Regions from separate parts of the Mus musculus genome. Here region 1 is linked to region 2. The links are chromatin contacts, called in public Hi-C maps. All regions are on one chromosome and are shown on one strand. The core of a region is the stretch at or near the end of the contact, and the rest is flanking DNA. Distances in the headings are between cores, read along the strand shown.

Evidence for each region. A called contact is a pair of places that touch in the nucleus more often than the background predicts.
Region 1: a Hi-C map of the AML12 cell line shows a contact between it and region 2, with 2.0 times the contacts expected there. The contact joins two enhancer-like sites. A contact is called at or near these places in 1 of 15 datasets of contacts at CTCF or cohesin (the NIH/3T3 cell line), 11 of 484 Hi-C or Micro-C datasets (3T3-L1-derived adipocytes, the AML12 cell line, ECoMG-derived neutrophils and 8 more), 2 of 115 datasets of contacts at active chromatin or transcription factors (embryonic stem cells and pancreatic cancer cells) and 3 of 9 other capture datasets (adipose tissue, liver and pancreatic islet).

Annotation. Positions count from the first base shown.
Region 1 is chr2:144,439,489-144,443,081 of GRCm38.p6, reverse strand. No RefSeq gene overlaps it. Among named protein-coding and RNA genes, the nearest start is that of Gm46768, 21 kb to the right of the region's middle. Within about 2 kb of position 1,576, at least 99 of the 459 cell types and tissues checked have an H3K27ac peak or open chromatin away from gene starts, as enhancers often do. A contact at or near this core is called in the AML12 cell line, where this site is marked.
Region 2 is chr2:144,386,813-144,389,959 of GRCm38.p6, reverse strand. It overlaps Kat14 (lysine acetyltransferase 14), which reads right to left. Exons shown (of 11, transcript NM_181417.3): 5 at 604-785. Among named protein-coding and RNA genes, the nearest start is that of Kat14, 19 kb to the right of the region's middle. Within about 2 kb of position 1,344, at least 19 of the 459 cell types and tissues checked have an H3K27ac peak or open chromatin away from gene starts, as enhancers often do. A contact at or near this core is called in the AML12 cell line, where this site is marked.

The sequences.
Region 1 (3,593 bases), core at 327-2,826, 53 kb before region 2:
TCACCCCTGATCCACCCACACCCACAGCAGAGCAGACCAGCCAGCAGTCTGAGGCTACACCAGGCCGAAAATAAGAGCTGTTTGGCCTATGTCATATTTACTATATGTTTTTCCTTCTTATATGTCTGTTATTGCTGTAAGGTTCATTAATATAGAAGTGACGGGTTGCCATTTTTATCTGTATAGTTCAGGGTTAAATACATTAATTGTTGTTCCTGATTCTAGAACGTTCATCTGCCCAATTTGAAACTCTAATACCAATACTCTCCTACACGCCCCCCAACAGCTAGCAACTGCTGTCTACTTACTGTCTTTATGAGCTTGAGAACTTTAGAGGCCTTGTTTAAATAAATAGAATTGTGTGTTATTTGTCCTTTTGTGTCTGGCTTATTTCACTTAACATAATGTCCTCAAGCTACAGCGTATGCTGGAATTCCCTTCCTTTTAAAGGCTGAATAATATTCCATTGTGAACAAACACCCCCTCAAAACAAACACACACACACACACACACACACACACACACACACACACACACGCACATGCACACACACGCACACACACGCACAAAGGATCTGACCCCCTCTTCTGGTCTCTGTGGGAATCTAAACAAACACAAATTAAAAATAAAACAAAAAAAATGCATATACAAATAACACTTCAAATCTCTCTTTTTATTGAGTATGGGTCCAAGAGTAGAACGGTTGGGCCCCCGTGATGTTACCCTTTGTTTCGTTATGAACAGTGGCACTGTTTTCCATAGCTGCTGTATGGTTTACATTCTCACTGAGCACACACGGGCTCCCGTTTCTCTCCCTCCTCCTGGCACCAGTTATTTTCTGTCTGTTTTGTTTTGATAGTTGCCGTCCCCACGGTTTTGATTTGCATTTTGCTGATAATCAGTTGTGATTCTTTCATCAGGTCTGTACTACGGTTTAGGTGTGCTTCCAATAAGCTGTTGACATGAGATTTTTGGAGCTCTTACAATTGCCAATTGATGGCTTCGCGACAGTTTGCAGGGAGAGCAGGGCATGTCCACCAGATACCCGAGTGCTCCTATCCGTTCTCAGAAGTACTGCCTGCGGCCTTCGGCCTACGGCCTGCTGCCTGACCTGGGGGTCAGGGTGAGGGGCACGTTTTTGTGTCTCCACCCTCACTCAGTTTGTCTCAGCTACCAGGTCTTCAGGCCAGGACTCACCCAACCCAACCCTGCACACCTTCTGCCCAACCCTGAGGCCTTCTGGAATCTTCCACTACCACTCTAGGGACCACATCTGGCCTCTCCACACACTTCTCATAATCATCTCTGAACACCAGCCAAAAAATATTTGCCAAGCAAATTAACAGAAAGGAGCCTTTCCCTGTAAAGCTGAGAGAGCCAGCCAAGAATCTGGGCATGAAAGCAGCGAAGGCTTGAGCCGTGCCAGGCTCTTTTGCAGCTGTGGTCCCGTGCCCCTTGCAGGGCGCCGCCCACGTTTCTGGCGCTGAGCTCTGATCGAGAACTGTTTACTGTGGCTTCCAGAGGTGACAGAGTCAGAGGAAGGGTGAAACCATTCTTAGTTGCAGTAATTGCGCAAATGGGCCAAGGCTCCTCTGATGACTAAGCCCTTAGCAACACCTTCAGGGAGAAGCGGGTGGGCCCAGGGCTCTCCCACGGTTTGTCACAGTTAACCAGGAAGTGTGGATGAAGACACCAAGCCTTGGGAGACAAACAGGAGACCTCGCCTGCCTGAGAAGCTGAGCAGAACCTTCAAGGCCTCCCCCTTGGCTGTACCCACAGAATCCCCCAGTCTCCGCCTGGGAGCAGATACCTAAGGGTGCAAGGGATTTGAAGTCTGGTCTTCAGACTTGCACAGTTGCTGGCCTCTCGAGGTCATTTTCCACCTCTGCTAGGCAAGAAATCCTCTCAGGGCCCCAGTGGTTATGAAAAATCCTTCCTACTGCCCTAAGGTCTTGCTGGTCCTTATGTCTGCTCTACCTCAGTAACCCGGTGTGCTGTGTAGGCATATGTAAAAGACAGCTACAATCTTGTTGTTGGTTTTTTTTTAAGATTTATTTATTTATTTATTTAATGTAAGTGCACTGTAGCTGTCTTCAGACACTTGTTAAGGATGGTTGTGAGCCACCATGTGGTTGCTGAGATTTGAACTCAGGACCTTCAGAAGAGCAGTCAGTGCTCTTAACCACTGAGCCATCTCTCCAGCCCCGGACAGCTACAATCTTAAACATGAGCCTGACTAATAAACCTTGTTGGTGTCTTGGTCTCATGGGTGTCCATCTAGGAACTGGTGCCTGCAAGGGGAGATGAGTGTAGAGACTCATACCAAGTGTTCGTATATACTTGCTACAAGTCAGGTTTGTTTTTTTTTTTAAGAATTAGTTATTCACTTTTTCATGTATATGAGTACACTGTAGCTGTCTTCAGACACACCAGAAGAGGGCATTGGATCCCACTACAGATGGTTGTGAGCCACCATGTGGTTGTTGGGAATTGAACTCAGGACCTCTGGAAGAGCAGTCAGTGCTTTTAACCGCTGAGCCATCTCTCCAGCCCACAAGTTGCGTTCTAAACTATTGATCTTCCTTTTCTTTATTCTTTTATTGGAGTATGGGTAGTGTGTGTGTGTGTGTATGTGTGTGTGGGTGATGGTAGTGGTGGTAGGGGTAGCTCTGGCTAGCCTGGAACTTGCTACATAGACCAAGTTGGTCTTGAACTCACAGATATCCACCTGCCCTTTCCTCCCAAGGTATGCACCATCACACTTCATTTTAAAACAAGAAACAAAAAACCATCAGGATGAAAGAAGTTGATATTTATTGAGCATCTGTGGAACACTATACACAACCAAGTCACACACACACAACCATTCAGTCCCACAGCAACACTAGGAAGCCACTACTCCTAAAATCATACCCTTTGTGTCAAATGAGGACCCAGGCAGGCAAGGACAAGATCTCTGCCCTGGGATGCCCAGTAGCTGGCAGGGCAGACAGGCCTGCACCCTGGGGCTTCCTGTACAGCCCTATGCCCTAATGGGCATCTGTTAATGAATTATAACTTAGCACAGTGAGAAAATAATCAGAAGGTCTGGAGAGATGACTCGGTGTTAAGAACACTAGCTGCTCTTCCAGAGGCCTGGGTTCAATTCTCAGCACCTGCTCAGCACCTACATGGCAGCTCACAACAGTCCATAACTCTAGTTCCAAGGGATCTGTCACCTTCTTCTCACCTTTGAGGGCACCAGGCACATATGCGGTTTACATACATGCAAGCAAAATCTTCATGCACATAAAATAATAAAATAATTTAAAAAAAATTTTTTTTGGAAGAAGGTATTCAAGAGTATTGCTTTCACTCTCCCCTGGGGCTTCAGGTGACCAATTTTATTTCTCTCTTTTGTTATAAGCCAAATAAAAGTAAATTCTAGTCCCTAGGTGACATTTCTTCTTTTGAATCTTTGTTGAAACTAAAAATAGTTCAAATTGCTCCAAGGCCCTGGACCTCATCTGAGTGACTGAAACACTGCCGTTGCTCAGTTATGAAATACAGGCTTAGCTCCAGGCAGGGATGAGACTGGTACAACCACCTAGAAA
Region 2 (3,147 bases), core at 95-2,594:
AATGCTATTTAAACAAAATGGCATCACAGTCATCCTATAAAGAGAAAGAACATCCTAGAGACACAGACTGAACTATTTAAGGATAAAATGTTTCTAAACAAGTCAAAGATGCAGATGAGCGGAGAGTCGGACTAGAGAACCGGATCACTGGCAACACTGGAGTGACCACTGCTGAGGTGAGGGAGGACCGGCTCTCACACTCTTCTCTACTCCTTCAAGTGGGCTTCCATTTCTACAATAAAAAGCTTAAAGGCGATCAGGCTGAAAACAACCTTCTGTTTCACGCAATGGTTTATGCTGGTAATCCCAACCCTTGGGAGGCAGAGGCAGGAGGATGGTTCAAAGCTAAGGCCAGCATGTGCTACAAGTGAGTCCCAGGACAGCTTTGACTAGAGACCATATGAAGACAGGCAAACAGAAAGAACAGAGGGTGGGGAGGCCACCAAAGGAGATGACAAAACGAGTGACTTCCTTAGGAAATGACAGTATGTTTTCTATAGTATTCAACCCCTGAGCCTGTGAAACTGTCCTGCTCACAGCCCCAGAGGCAGCAAGTGGGCGCTGGGGAGTCTCGGGCCCAGGCTGGGACTTCTCACAATTTACCTTTCACTTTCAAGGTGGAGGCAGCCAGCTTCTCTCCCTCCGGCCTCATGGTTGGGGGTCTGTTATGAACAAGTTTCCACCATCCGGGCTCTCCAAACTCCTGAGCACCTGACCGGAAATAAACAGGGCTTCCCACGCTGAGGCAGCCTGCTACTGTGCTCCACCACGTCGACGTCTTTTTCCTAAAGCGCAGAGAATTTCAACGCTATAGATACTTCCATTTGATCACAGCAGAGAAAGTACATTCGACATAAACTCACTGATTCCTGGCTGCCAGCTGCTGTACAGCCTGCACTGGGGGAAGAAATAGAGCACAGCAGCCCAGAGCCAGGGGTGGGATCTGCCTGCCTTTACATCCTTGCTGTGTCACCTTCCAGCTGTGGTAGTTTCTTCCTCTGAGAAACCAGGATAACAGAATTACCTTATTGGGTGGCTAAGAGATCAAATGAAGTAATTCAAACATAAAACACTTATCACAGCCAGATGCAAAGGCACTCGCATTTAATCTCAGCACTTGCAGAGGCAGAGGCAGGAATATCTCTGAGTTCAAGGTCATTCTGTTCTACAAGTCAGAGTTTCAGGACACCCGGGACTACACGAGAGATCCTGTCTCAAAAGACAACAAAACAAACAGACTAAAAGCAACCACTTCATCAATCAATCATCACAGGGGGAAAAGCTGGCTTGCTTTGTTGACTATGAGCCTGGGCATTGATGGCACAGTTAATCATTAGTCCTAGTGAATAGCTGTTGCACCCAGAGAACACATCTCTGTCTGATTCACTGTGCCCTGCCTGACATACCAGAGTGGTTCCTAGGCATGCTTCAAAGACAGCAGATATAACGAAGTAAAGACAGAGAGGCTGAAGGCCAACTATTCATCCACTAAAAATTACTTTAATGGCCACAATTTCTATGTTACAGATATAAATCAATTACCAGAAATTCTCAGAAATGAACTTTTACAGAAGGAGTACAATCTTTTGCCAAAAAAAAAAAAAAAAAAAAAAAAGCTTCAAACATGTACTAGAAAAGGAAGAGAAAACCTTTAGCAGCAAGAGCTACACTTTGGGAGAGTCTCCAATCCATATGCAAAGGCTTGATCTCAGAGTGGGGCTGCTGGGGGTGTGGACATTTAAGAAGTGTGTCTTATGGGAGGTCCTTAAGCCATTGGGCTTGCTCCCTTAGTCTCTCCCTCAGTCCTTCCCTGTCTCTCTGTTCCTGGCTCTAAAAATGACAGCTTGTTTTGACACATACTGACACCAAGATAGACTATCAGAGGCTCAGCCAAAGTGTCGCCTGATCACAGGACTGAACAGGCAAAAGGACCCTCTTTCTTTCATGAGTTAGCCCGTGACAGTGCTGAAGTTCTTTCCTTCATAAGGACCCTGCAGCAGGTAACCCGTTACAGTGACAGGAAGCTGGCAAAGCAGCTCTATCTTCCTCCCAGGCCACCTCTGGGCTCCGAGCACCTCTCCTTCATCCTCATTTTTTTAACCTTTCCAACCTATCGCACTCACTCAGAGCTAAGACGATGAGAGAAACTGTCCTTGCTTTCTCTTCACCACCCTTCCCTCAGCCCTAACACCAGTAATTCTTAATGAAAGGTCCAAAGACACCTGGTGCTCAAGCCTCTCTGAGCATGTAAGATAAAAATTATTTTTAAGCCGGGCGTGGTGGCGCACACCTTTAGTTCCAGTACTCGGGAGGCAGAGGCAGGCAGATTTCTGAGTTCAAGGCCAGCCTGGTCTACAAAGTGAGTTCCAGGACAGCCAGGGCTATACAGAGAAACCCTGTCTCGAAAAACCAAAAAAAAAAAAAAATTAATTTTAGGGGGCTGGAGAGATGGCTCAGCGGTTAAGAGCACTGACTGCTCTTCTGAAGATCCTGAGTTCAAATCCCTGCAGCCACATGATGGCTCACAACCATCCATAATGAGATCTGACGCCCTCTTCTGGTGTGTCTGAAGACAGCTACAGTGTACACATATAATAATAAATACATTTTTGGGCTGAAGCGAGCAGGGGCTGGAGCCAGCAGAGGTCTTAAGTTAATTCCCAGCAACCACATGAAGGCTCACAACCATCTGTACTGCTACAGTGTACTCACATACATAAAATAAGTAAACAAATCTTTAAAATGTAGTTTTAGAATATTAAGGTGTTTGCCTTTTCATGTTAATTTTTTACAAGTGTTTAGTAGTTTCCAATGACAATGACATGTGACAGTCAACGTACTGAATATGGAAGATGAGAACCAATCTTCAAAAAGTCAGATATTATTGAGATTTGCAAACAAAGAAAAGAATGCCACTTTTCATTTTGTTTTATCAAACACCTTTTTTCATAAAGGTGTTCTCGCTGTTCGGGGGCTGGGGGCGCATAGACGGAGGTGCAGGTGCCAACATCAGCCAATTTGTGGGACTGCATGTTCACATATGGGTCCTGGGGGCTGAGCTCAGCTCATCAGCCTCAGCGGCAAGCTCGTTTACCCTGAGTCACTTCATTGGCCCAGATGTATGTTATTTTGTTTAAAAATAAATGT